3 separate regions of the Mus musculus genome follow, and regions 1 and 2 are each linked to region 3. The links are chromatin contacts, called in public Hi-C and HiCAR-type maps. All regions are on one chromosome and are shown on one strand. Each heading gives the region's core, a stretch centred on a gene start, on an enhancer-like site or on the middle of the called end of the contact. The rest is flanking DNA. Distances are from core to core; before and after follow the strand shown.

What was found. Hi-C and Micro-C count contacts between places; a contact is called where the count stands out from the background. HiCAR-type assays count read pairs that join an accessible place to other places.
Region 1: a HiCAR-type map of astrocytes shows a contact between it and region 3, with 4 times the contacts expected there. The contact joins the promoter of Ctnnd2 here to the promoter of Dap in region 3. A contact is called at or near these places in 8 of 39 promoter capture datasets (cranial neural crest, embryonic stem cells, frontonasal cranial neural crest and 4 more), 2 of 484 Hi-C or Micro-C datasets (both in embryonic stem cells) and 11 of 115 datasets of contacts at active chromatin or transcription factors (VIP interneurons, astrocytes, embryonic forebrain and 7 more).
Region 2: a contact with region 3 is called in a Hi-C map of uterus, with 6 times the contacts expected there. The contact joins the promoter of Sema5a here to the promoter of Dap in region 3. A contact is called at or near these places in 3 of 39 promoter capture datasets (the 3T3-L1 cell line, liver and pre-B cells) and 1 of 484 Hi-C or Micro-C datasets (uterus).

What each region holds. Positions count from the first base shown.
Region 1 is chr15:30,169,444-30,173,921 of GRCm38.p6, forward strand. It overlaps Ctnnd2 (catenin (cadherin associated protein), delta 2), which reads left to right and starts at 3,091. Exons shown (of 23, transcript NM_008729.3): 1 at 3,091-3,720. The coding sequence starts at 3,684. Gm31953 (a long non-coding RNA gene) reads left to right here and starts at 3,727. Exons shown (of 2, transcript XR_875097.3): 1 at 3,727-4,360.
Region 2 is chr15:32,243,169-32,247,096 of GRCm38.p6, forward strand. It overlaps Sema5a (sema domain, seven thrombospondin repeats (type 1 and type 1-like), transmembrane domain (TM) and short cytoplasmic domain, (semaphorin) 5A), which reads left to right and starts at 1,645. Exons shown (of 23, transcript NM_009154.2): 1 at 1,645-2,131. Snhg18 (small nucleolar RNA host gene 18) reads right to left here and starts at 1,494. Exons shown (of 2, transcript NR_038186.1): 1 at 1,214-1,494.
Region 3 is chr15:31,221,397-31,225,852 of GRCm38.p6, forward strand. Dap (death-associated protein) reads left to right here and starts at 2,989. Exons shown (of 4, transcript NM_146057.3): 1 at 2,989-3,187. The coding sequence starts at 3,133.

The DNA of each region.
Region 1 (4,478 bases), core at 1,841-4,340, 1.1 Mb before region 3:
GTTACAGAAACTTCATTGTAGAATTTAAATAATGGTATTTTAAAAAAGATTTATTCTAATCATTTATATGTCTATATGTATCTGCATGAGAATACAGTACATGTGGAGGTTAGAAGCAGGTGTCCAATCTTTTAAACGAGTTATAGGTGGTTGTACACTGTCTCACATGGGTGCTGGAGCCAAAGTTAGATCCTTTCCAGGAGCAGTATGTGGTTTTAACCTCTGAGACATTGCTCCTGCCTATAAATTACAAATTTTAAGAAATTACCACAACTATTGGTACTTAAATACAGGACAGAAATAAAATTGTTGACATCTAGTTATACTTCTAAATTTCAACAAACATCAACAGGTAATACATTTTAAAAATGTCAAACCACCATTTCCTAGTTAAATTTCATTATCTTGATATTTTACCAATAAAGAGATTTTCTTCTAAAGTCAACACAATCTGAACTCTAAAACTTGACATATGACTTTACAAAATGTGTTTCATTAATACATTTTATTCTCAAAACTTAAGCCAAACTTCCATGTAAAAATGTTTGCTTCATATTTTAAGTTGATTTTGAAAAATCAAGAGAAACGTGTTGCTTTGAGATGTGATTTCTACACTGCGTTGCTCTAATGATGTGCAAACAGACGAGGGACAATAACGATTTGCCATGTAGCATTCATTGATCAATATAATTCGAAACCACCAGAATAACAATTTTCTGGACTCAGAGTGGATGTGTGAATTTAGGATTCTGCTCCTCACTGGAACTGTCAGAAGCAGCAAGCAAAAGATGGCAGCAGCGAGTCGTCCGAAGGCTCAGCACCACACAGGAACACTTCACCCTAGTTTTCACATTATCTAATTGTGAACTTAATAATATCTCCAGTTACAAATAAATCTGGAAGGACAGAAATCATAAATGTTTCAACGAAGTGCATCAAAGAGTAAATGAAATCCTTGTTGTTTAGGGCATGTCTGCTTCTTAAAGATCCCACACCTACCACAAGAAGTTCTTCAGGGACTGATCATGGGTGTTGCCATAGCGATCAATAAATCAATGGGAATTTTGCGATTTCTCATAAAGCAAAGCAAACAACTTTTCTCTCATACTGGATCTTTTTGGATATAAACATATGTATATGCTATAAGGATAGGATCTGTGCACCTACTACGATATCTGATTTTGTCTTAGTCTCTTCCCTGTCCCCACTGACTTACTGACTCCTTAAAATTCATAAGGAGAAAAACAGGGATCCAGAGAGATGGCTCAGTAATTGTGCTTGTTCTGCAAGTTTGAGAACCTGAGTTCAGGACCCCCATAGAATGACTGGTGAGGCCATGTAACACACCTGTAAATCAAGTCTTGAGGGGACCTGGAGACTGGAGGTTTTGGGGGGCTTGTTAGCCTCTAAGTTCACAGGTTCAGTGGAAGACCAAGTCTTAAAGAATAAAGCCAAGAGGGACAGAAAAGAACATTATTGAGTTCTCCCTGGTCTCCGGGCATCAGCACACATATTCACATAGACCACATGCCTCACATACATACATACACGTATCTCTCACACATGCTAGCACATACAAATCACACAAGTACAAACAGAAACAGACACACAGAGGCTAAGCGCATCTTTTATTATGTAACACACACACACACACACACACACACACACACACACACACGAGATGTGACAGCTGGTGTGCCTTACAAGCCCCAAATTCCAGATTCAACTGAAGCTGATGTGGGAAAAAAAAAAACAAAAAAACAAAAAAACAAAAAACCAAACCTGCAAATGACCACATATCTTCCCTCACAGGAATCAGGCTATGTTAATGTCACACCAGCTTCGAAGGAGAACCTACACTGGAGAACAACTTTTGGGAGTGAGACTGAGCCTACTAGAGGTAGATGGAATGACTGACGGTGCACATTTCCCTGTTGTGAACAGTCATTACTCAATCTCTTGTCTGTTCCTTTACATATTTAGTCTGCTTAACTTTTCTTTCCACTTGCCTCAGCCTTTCACTAACTCCAGAGAATAATAGAGGCTATCTCAGATTTAATGCAAGCATTTTGACCTTGTTGGATAATCTCTTGCAAACTGAATAGAAATGTCCCTGAGATTACTGAAGCTGGAACCCCTCTTATTACAAGTTCGGGGTTCCTGGTCCATTTATCTGTGTCTCAGAAAATGGCTCTGGGAAAGAGTAGGGTGGGGTGGGCTGGCTTCAAAGTAAGGATCTTTGGTGGAATAATTATGGGACGTATTTGTCCTGCATGTGACTGACAGACTTTGCAGCCACACAGGGACATAGATGAAGGTCCTGAGGGCCTGCCTGCCTTGGAACTTGGCATGGGTTTCGTTTTCCAACAAGACTTTTCATAGTGTGACTTTGCTTGCTAGATTTAGCACTCTGTGTTGCCTAATGACTGACTAACTGAGAGACATTCGGAAATCTCAGTTGGAAATGGAGCAAGCTTCACAGACTCCACCGCGGTCAGTGGAGGAGGAGCAAAGTTTTCATTTTAGCACGGGACAATGGAAGAGAAGAGGAAAACAGTCGTGGAGGTGTCCAAGAAGACAACTGGGTGAGACGTGACAGGAAGACGAAGAGAATTCATTAAAGCTCTAGATCCAGCAAGGGTCTTCCTTGTAGGAAGTTTACTCATATTCCAGATTTTAAAACCAGACTGAGTTTGCATAAAGCATAATCAGAGCAGGAGGTGGTGGAGATGGGGCCCCAACACTACGAAAGAACCTTTCACAGACGTCATGCGTTCTTTGCTTTGGAACCCTAGAATCTACAAGAACATCCACCCCCATCCACTAGCTTTCATGGCTGGCCCGGTGCTCTCCTTAACTCACAAGCTACTCTAAAACCCCTCAATCGCTGCCCCTTTGCAGACCAACATCTGCCCCGCAGAATCAACTCTCCGCGTAGGCTCTATCTCGGGTGCTGTCTGTTCCCGGGGATGCGCGGCCCTCTCCCAACCTGAGCCGCCTCCTCCCATCTCTGCTGCTGTTGCTGCCGCCGCGAAAACCAGAAGTGGAATTCGCGTGGCGAGGCGCCGCGCTCTCTCGGCGGCACTGGGCATGCTCCGCACCCGGGGCAGGTTTCGGTGGTGGGGCGGACGCTCGCTCGCTCACTAGCCAAGCGCCGGAGCCGGCCGCCGCGGCTGAGCCGGAGGCTGAGCTGCGGCGCGCGGCGGGAGGAGCCTCGCTCTCGGCGGCGGCGGCGGCGGCGGCGACACAGGTGGCGCGGGCGGCGCGCAGGGCGCAGCTCGAGAGCGCTCGGCGCCGGGCGCCAGGGCGGCCCAGGCTCGCGCCCGCGGCGGCAACCGGCCGAGCGGAGCGGCGGGCGCGGCGGCTCGGTAGCCCGGCCCGAGCCCGGGGAGCCCCGCGGAACCCTGAGCATCCCGCGGCGCCCGCCGAGTCGGGCAGGGGGCGCTACGCTCGCCGCGCTCGGAGGGGCGGCCGGGCCGGGCGCTGCGCACTCGCGTCGGGAGCCGCCTCTCGCCTGCCGCGCTCGCCCCTGCTCCCCGCCAGCATCACTTGTCCCGCGGCCGCGCTCCGACAACAAAAGCGGAGGATGCTGCAGCTGGGCAAGGTCAGGACCTTGCTCTGAAGCCGGGCGGCGGCGCGCACGCCTTTCCCCCGACTGAGGAGCTGTCTTTGGCGGCGGGTGCATGTTCGCCAGGAAGCAGTCGGGCGCCGCGCCGTTCGGTGAGTTGCCTTAGCTGAGCTGCTGGAGCCGGGCGCATCCTCCGGGCGTCGTCCTCTTGCTCACCGCCGGTGGGGGTTGGTCCTCCGCTTCCAGCGGGGCTAGGGGTGGCGGCGGGCGGCAGTGGGGTGCTGTCTGCCCCGGGGGAGGACCGCGATCCTACCGGCTCCCCTCTTGGAAGGCGGCTCTCCCCGCAACGGGGTCCGGGGTCAGTGTCTTTCTTGGAGCGGTTACCAAGTGGCTTCTCCGCGTGCTCCCCTCCCTGCCACCCCTCTACCTCGGAGGACGCGTATATAGGGCAACACCGACTGCTCCCCGCCACCCTCCAGAGCAACCCGGTTGCATTCATGACGTCCCTAATATACCGGAGAAGACGGGGTGGGGGCGGGGAAGACTTCCTTCCAGTCTTTTGCCCTTATGTTCAATGTCATTACGATGTTTGGCTAGAACAAAATGGAAAGACTTAGTCATATGCGTCCATGGCCGTTTCTTCAGTCTCCCGCTGCTCGCCAGACCCAGACCCCTTTGGTCTATATTTAGCGTTTCCGAGGAAGCATTTTCAGAGGGATTCACAGGCTTCCGGGGGCTTCTCTGTCCTGACAATAGATAGCGAGGCTCTGGAAAGCGCTGCCTGACAGCCAGGTTTGGCAAGGGTGCTTGTGCATGGGAGATAGGCGTAGCGATATTTGGGTGATTCGTAATTAATGGCTGAAAGCAAAGCTGCGTTTCGCTCCCCCCTTCCTCTTCTTCTTGTGTGTAA
Region 2 (3,928 bases), core at 395-2,894, 1.0 Mb after region 3:
CTCCCAAAAGTCTCCCAGACTGTTGTGCCACGTAGGCAAGAGAAGGGGAGTGCTCAGAATGGCGCTAGTTCCCACCCACTTCTGAAACAGCAGGGAGAAGCAAAGGAAGCCTATTAACTTTTCCGGGCAAGATCTAGAAGCCAGGAGCTGCCACCCCAGAGCTGGAAGCCAGCCAAGCATCTGTAGTAGATGTTTCCCAAACAAGCCCTAGAAGACATCTGCGTTGGGGCCATACTTTTCAGGCTCCACAATTGTAGACACAGCACACTCTGGGGTTGACATAGCCTCCAATGGACTCTTTCAAAAATGGTTTCGCCTAATTCTTTCATTTGAAGGTGACAGACACAACAAATTGGTGGCAACTTGTGCTTCTATTCACCTCCTCTTGAATCTCTGTGGTCCTGGATGAGCGGTGACACATTCCAGCTATTACCCGGTCCCTGTTTAGCATCATGGAACCCTCACAGAGGCCCCGAACTGTCACCGGCGCCCCTATCCCCTACCAGGGCACATTTGCAACCTGCCAATACCAGGATGTGATTGTGGCAAATGGGAACATCCTTAGGTCTTGCAGCTAAGAAACTCATTGATGAGGTTCCTTATGCAAAAGCACCCGAGGCCACCAACAAGGCCCGATATGGGAGGAAAACCTGAAGACATCGTTCCTTTACCCTATCCTGAGGGAAAAGGATCGCCAAGCATGGCTGTAGGGGCAGGGATCCACGGTTTCTGACTTTATCCTGTAATTTCCCCTCTTCACAACCTTGTATGTTGTTTAGAACTTGGTGAGTTGATCACTTCCTTAGAAGGAGAACTGAACAACGCGTCAATAAAGCTGCCTTCCCAAGGCATTTACTTTGCGTTCCAAGATAAACTTTTTGCCCCCATGCTCACTCAGTAAACTCCCAAGATACTTGCGGAGTACCAATTAGCCCAGCTGTTTCTGTCCATGAGGTAACCCTCTCCTAATTCCCATTAGGGCTACTTGGGAACCTCTTGCTCTATTTCCTTGGATGGCAGATTTATTCATTTCTCTGATCTATCCTTTTCAAGAACTGAGAGCCTTGCTGGGCCCAGCTCGCCTGTAAGAATCCGCGGCGGGCCCCTCACCACCCCCAAAGCACACCCCAGTCTTCTTATGATGACACAGAAGAACTGAATCTTAAACTTCCACTTTCTTCCCACCCGCGATCCGCCGGGGGCACGCACTTACCTGGAGCTTAGGCAGGCCTAGCAGACGCCACGTCTCTGGTTTGGGTTGAACTGCCTCCAGCCCTTTATACAGCCCATCCTGCAAAGTAGCCACGTAGGAGCCACCGGGCAAGGGGCGGGTAGCCAAAGAAGGTCTCTTCCAGGCGAGGAAGGGAGTTCGAAAAAAGTCACCAGTTGGGTGAGCTTGCACTCTGGTGGCACAAATAGAACTCCTGGGGTGTGTAGAGAGCCCCCTGGGGAGTGTTTGGGGGTCCCATCTCGGGAAGAGGCGGGGCTAGAGGAGGGGCCTGGGAAGGTCAGGGGTGGGTGGGGCGCTCAGTTTGCACGCGGGAGGGGCGGAGTAGGGGAGGTGCGGCGGAGGGGGCGGGGCGGGGGCGGGGCGAGGCGAGGCGGTCCTGTGCTCCCCGCCCCGAGCTCTGGGCCCGCTCACCCAGCGCTGGTCTACTCGCTAGGAAGGCGGCGTCAGCAGCGGCTGCTCACGCTGTGCCCACTCCCGCGCGCGCTGCGCTCCCGCCGCGGGTGGGCTCCTCAGCCCTTGGCTGACGGTGGCCCCAGCCTTGTGGCGACCTCTGTATCCCACCTTCCCACTGCGGGGGCGTCCCGGCACGTGCAATCCTTTTTGGGGGTGTTCTTGGTTCCCACGCGCAGCTACTAAGCAGAGGGTACCCAACTTTGCCACCTCACCGGTCGCCCTCTCTCGGCGCGAGCCTGTCCACTCAGCTGCACAACTGGAGACTCCGGCAGACTAGCTGGTCCCCAGCCTGGCGCGCTGCGAGAGGAGGATAGCTCTGGAGAAGTGGCGGGGTGCAGTGGTGGCGGCTGCCTCGACTTCCCTCGTAGTACACTGAAGAGGACCCTTGGAGCAGCTCCGGGCCCCGGGGCGCTGGATGACTAGCAGGAGGAACGCGCCCGGCATCTGGTGAGCTCTCTCCCCGCAGAGTCCCTGAGTGTCATAGCTGAGACCCTGCACGTGTGAACTGGACTCGGCACTGGTCCATTTGCGGGTGGTGTAAGTCTCTGGTAGGGTCACTCTGCAGACACCTGGGTGGGGACAACCTGGCAGAGGCGCGTGCAGGACTACCATCAAAGCGGGGGCGGTCGCAGTGGAGATAGTGCACGGGCTGGAAGTTTGTGTCTTAGCCTTTCCCTGGATACGAGCGTGGATTGAGAAGGTCCGGGTGTGCGACCGGTCAGTGGGCAAGCCTGCACCTCGGCCAGCACCTTTCAGGTACCCGTGGAGATCTGTGTGCGTAATCCGCGCTAGGCCAGGCTTGCTTGGTGGGATCTGGAACCGGGATTGGTGGTCGGAATCGCCTACCTCCCTGCACGGTGGACTAGGGGACATTTATTTTCCTGCTCTCTGCACAGGGGCTCTGCGGTGTTCGTGAAAATCTGGGGTTAGTGGGACCAGGGCACAACTCCGCCAGGGTGTTTTGCTGAGGAAGACTAAGGCAGGGATGGCGAAGCCTGGGGCTTCAGCAGGATGAGCTCCAATCGCAGAGCCCCCGTCTGCGGGCAGCCCAGCCGCACGCATTTCATACCCGGGTTCACGGTCTGGGGCCAGGAGAAGATCGGTGCTCAGGATATTCCGAGGAACTGTTGGAGGGGAGTGATCTCCGGCGATCGCCCTTGGAATTGGGCCCAGAGCGGGTAGGTCCCGGTCCCGGTACCCCTCACCTCCCGCCCCGGGCTTTGGCGGGAAGCGCTTTCACGTCCTTTTTTGTTGTTTGTACCTGGATGCGGTTGCCTTGAGTTGGGTTTTAACTTTCCTGCGCCTGCGGCGTCCCGGAGATTCCCGGCAGGGGGCGCCAAGAGCGAGCTTTCGGAGAGGATGTCACAGAGCTTGTTAGTGTTTTTGTCCTGGGCAAATGGGTCAGGGGTCCTAGGCAGCAGTAAAACACAGATTTTTGCTGTGATTTCCGCGCTAGGCCAGGCTTGCTTGGTGGGATCTGGAACCGGGATTGGTGGTCGGAATCGCCTACCTCCCTGCACGGTGGACTAGGGGACATTTTCCTGCTCTCTGCACAGGGGCTCTGCGGTGTTCGTGAAAATTTGGGGTTAGTGGGACCAGGGCACAACTCCGCCAGGGTGTTTTGCTGAGGAAGACTAAGGCATTTCATACCCGGGTTCACGGTCTGGGGCCAGGAGAAGATCGGTGCTCAGGATGTTCCGAGGAACTGTTGGAGGGGAGTGATCTCTGGCGATCGCCCTTGGCGATCCTCTTTTCCTCTCAAAAGGAAGAGTTGAGAGAAGTGTTCTCTTTACCCAGGAGAGCTTTTTAGCGTAGTTAAGCGACAGAAAAGTTGGACGGAAGCCGTCTATCTGGAAAGGTTTCTTCCTAAGACACATTCCTACAAACTCCTCAGGGTACACATTTTTCTCCTTTGACAATTGGACTTAACAATTGAAACTGCGCGAAGGTATAAGAGTTATGTGTAATACGGAGAGGAGGTTCTGCTCCTAAGCAGCACATTGGTTAAACACCGGGTGTTAAAATTAATGCAGTGTATTTATTTATATTTTTAAAAATAGCTGTGTGTCCAGGCTTGTCAGGAAGAGCCCTGTTTTTGAAGTGCAGATGCGTTATTAAATACAGAATTCGTCTTTTATAAAGATAAAACTAGCCCTTAATAGGAAACGTTTTAAATACCCAACTAGGGTTGCCAATTAATGTTGTTTTTCATCTTTTGAGAGAGGGAGGAGTTCCTCTCTTGGA
Region 3 (4,456 bases), core at 1,739-4,238:
TACTTAATTTTATTTATATCTTCTATAGTATAATAAAGAAATATCTTTGATGCTATGAAGCTAAGTCAAGAATGACAGCCACCCTCCTTTTATGAGCCAAGACAACAATGTGAAAGAATTTTGTGTGGTGAGTAAGAATATAAAAACTCTCATCCAGAAGGCAGCAGCCCAGAAAGACAGAAAGTAGAGGCTCATCTGGAAAAAGGAAGCAGTGTTCATCTGGCTGACACACAGAGTCATTTTTATATGCCATACGCGGGGCAATGCATGATGATTTAAAAAAAAAAAACAGTGCAGGAATAAAAATATATTCTTTAGTGTACTATGGTTTACAAGTACTTTCAACTATGCAATCTGGACAACGGAAAGAGAAGGTTCTCTCAGGCCTCCCCATCCAGACCCAGTGCCTACAGTCTCCATCAGAGAAGCCACATCTGAGGATGCTGTAGGAGTCACTGGGATGATACAGAACCGCATCACCACTGAACCGGAAACCTCACAACACCAGCAGCCATCATGGTTCAGATCTGGAATGTTTCTCAGGGGTGCACGTGGCAAAGGCTTGACACCCAGTCTGGCAATATTTGTTGATGGGAGAACCTTTAAAAGATGGGGTCTAACGGGAGACTTTTGGGTCATTGAAGGAATCTGTTTGAAGGACGTGTGGAACTCTGAGTTTTTCCTCTTTCATTTGCTCCCCCAGCCATGAGGTGAACAGATTGGAGCCACTGTGTTGCTGCAGGCTCAAAAGCAATGGGGCCAGTAAGGAAGGCACTGGAATCTCCAAAGCTATGGTCATAAGATTTTGTTGTTATTTTTTAATGTATTTATTTAATTCTGCAGTGGGGATAGAACCAGGGTGTGGCTCCTGCAAGGGAAGCTGTGGAAAACTGAAGTACGCTGCCTCCGAATCTCTCCTTTTCAGGCAAGTTACTGCAGGTGTTTGTGGGAGTGCTGAGAAGCTAACATCCCCGGGGGGGGGGGGGTGGCACAGCCCTCTGCCCTCCGATGTCTTTCTTGCAGATAGGGAAACCACAGGGCTCAATGACGTCACTAAGGTTCAAAACAGACAATGGCAGGGAGAATTCGCACCTTCTGTGACTTCTTCACTCTTTCCAGATTCTGTTTAGAAAACAGCCTACTTAGAGAAAAGTAGGAAATGTCCTCCAAAACCCTTACCCAGAAGTCAGCCAGCACTAGGAGGAAATGCTGCTGGGCTGAGAAACCTGGTATCTGGGCCCAGCTCACATTCACCAGACTGAAATGACTCTTTCACCTCCTCCCCCTCCCGCTCCCCCTTCCCCTCTCTCTATCTCTTTCTCTGTGTATGTTCTTGTTAAAAATGAATTATCCTCTCTCATCCCTAGAACCATTTAAGATTCAATTAACACCAGTCAACATTACTAGAATCTGTTCGGTAGACACCAGTGCATAGAATGCTCCCAGAGTGGTACTCAACATGTAGACTGTACCTGTGACAGACTGGGCTGGACATGCCCACACCCACCCACATGCCTCCTCCACAAGTGAAAGTGAATGAATATACTATTATATCCTAAGCATCCACTCCATTTTCTGTGTAGGCCCCATTTGTTGCTCTCTGTTAAGACAACATTGTAGGAGACCCATTGCCTCTCTGTTCCAGGATTATATGGGTCTTTTGCGATTGCCATGGCTAAGGGCCTGGAATATAAGTGAAAACCATATACCAGGCTTCTCCTTCCATGGAGCTGACAGTCCAGTCCATGGAGAATTCCAGTAAATGAGCAGAGAGAAATAAGGACGGCCAGATGAGGTTGATCGCATGGAGGCAGTAAAAAACATGAACAGAAACATGAGCCGGGCACCTTGGCTACATTCTCAGATCCCACAGGTCAGCTGACTTCACAAGCTGGTTGTACTATAGGAAGGAGTCAGTCATGTAGATATCTGGAGGAATCAGTGCTCAGTGATGGGAATAGCAGATGCCAAGACCAGAAGAACTGGCCTGTCCCACTAAAGAAGGATCAGAACAACCAATATGGGTCAAGGAGCCATAAGCAATGAGCTGCTAGTTTGCCAGGCCCTGTCACGAAAAAAGCCTTGTGGGTTGTATGTGCTACAGGTTGCATTTGATGGCCACAAGGGCTTCAAACCTCCTCGACTAAGAAATTGTTTCTATGCAAGCCTGCAAACCACTTGCCTCTTGAGAACCGCGAGCTAAATAATTCTGAGTAATTTATGAATTACTCAGACGCCAACATCATTACAGTGGAAAGCACCCCAGGAACGTGTAGGGAAGAGGGCCAAGGATGATGCACGGGAGATACAAATATTTACAAGTCTACAGAGAAGCTTGCCAAGCCGAATGGCAGCCACGGTGGTCTGGACAAGGCAGAGACATGGCGTCCCTAAAGCTAAAGAACATCCAGAGCTGTCTGCAGTGCTCCTACGAGATCAAAGGCACTGGACAAGTGACCTTCGGATTTGGCAGCCTGGGGTCAGGGAGAGGTTCTGAGAGATCAGTCAAGAGGTTCTGAGAGTAAGGAAGGAGTAGAGAGGTGTGGCACCCTGCCTCTTTTAATAGCTGGGTCGTCTAAGATCCGTGTGCAGCCTGGAAGGGATGGTGGCAGGCCCTTTTCTAAAGATAGAAGACTGCTGATCTTGCAGAGCTGCGAGTTCTAGAGAGTAACGGATAAGTTTTGCTGCAAAGTGAGCCAAGGAGCCAGGAGCTGCCATCTCTGAACGAAACCCCGCGCTGGGGTCTCGAACCACCAGCAGGCTACGCTTCCCTCAGTGACAGCTTGGCTAGTGAACACGCACCACGGGTCCAGCCCCTCGCTGGTCGCAGGGCCGCCCCGCCCTTCACGTACACACGCGCCCTGTCATCCTTCCCATACAATAGCCTTGGAGTCGTACGTGGCGCTGGCCGCTGCGCATGCTCCACAAGGACGGGCGGGGCGAGGCGAGGCGGCTCACAGAGTTCGGGTGGGCGGGACCGTGCCACGCAGCCGTTTGGAGCCACGCCCCCCTGCCCGGGGCGGCAGTGCGCGTTCCCGAGCAGCGCGCGCCTCACGCCTTCCCCCGAGTCCTCGCGCGCGCACTGACGCCCACCCCGCGGCTGCCGTCGCCCCTCCGAAAACCAGCGGCGCCATGTCTTCGCCTCCAGAAGGAAAGCTGGAGACCAAAGCTGGACACCCGCCCGCCGGTACTGACTGGTTTGCACTATGTCTTGGGGCGCCGGGAGGGGACAGGGCAGGATCGGGGTCCCAGTGCCCCGGTGCCCCTTGCTTGTGTGCTGCGCAGGCGCGCAGGTGAGCGGGCCCGGGGTGCAGGTGAGCGGGTCGCGGGATCCAGCCCTCCCCGGCGGGGACACCCTAGTTGTACAAGTCAAAACTCAAAAGTAGGCAGTTTTTATGAGATTGCACAGATGTTTGCGTGGGAGACCCCCAACAATTAAAAGGTAGTGTTGTATCATGATGATTAATCGTGGGCTGACAGCATTTCACACTGACAGACCAAAGAAGCGGAAATAATTATGATCATTAATCACCCGGCATGACTTCCTTTATTCATTTAATTTTCGCATCCAACTCCCTCTTGAAAGTGGTTAAAACGGTATTTTTTTAAAGCAAACCCGGAACTTCTGAGCCAAAACTTCTTTTTACTGGCAGTTCAGTCCAGTAAAGAGCCACCTCTCTTAGGAAATGGTGAGCAACCTTTGTGTGCCTTGGGCAGCCGCCTCCACTCAGTTCCTGTTTGTTCCTCCATGGCTGGAGGAGTTGGCATTTCTACTGCCCTTTCTGGTGGCAGAGATACCTGTGGAAGCACCACAGAGAGCCAGCCTGGAAACCGTGGGTCCTAGAAGCCAAGTCTCCTGTGGTATAAAACCAGGGCATCTCCCTGCAGACCTTGGAGGACTGTGTGGGGTAGGGACACATCTGTACCATCTTTCTGTAGTAAAAACTTAGACTCTCCAGCTGCTGGCCCCACTGGAGAACAGGAGGAGAGAGGAAACTGCCTTTAAAGTATGCTGTATTTCAAAGCTGATTCACTATGACAGTGCTTCTCAACTCGCCTAACTGGGGTTAGGAGTTATAGCTACGGGAGTCTTTGTGTTCAGTGTAAGATACTATGCTAGAGTATGGAAGGCTCTGGGTTCAATTCTCACTTCTTACAATACAAATTAACTTGTGGAAAGATTACCTTTAAGATACTGGCTCCTATCCCTAACCAAGTCTGTCCGCAATGGGTACCGGCTTGCTTCGCCAGTGGCGTCTCACTGAGTATATTAAACCACCTTCAGGGTAGGCCCTATGCCCCAGTAAATAGATGGCCAACGCAAAACGAACTCAGTGGTATTTTTGTAGACTTCCTGTCTCATGTGGTTTTCTTTGAGCATTTTTTAAAATCTTACTAGTGTATTGCTTGTGTATTTTGGTTTGTGGTTTTGTGGACTCTGTGTGTGTGTGTGTGT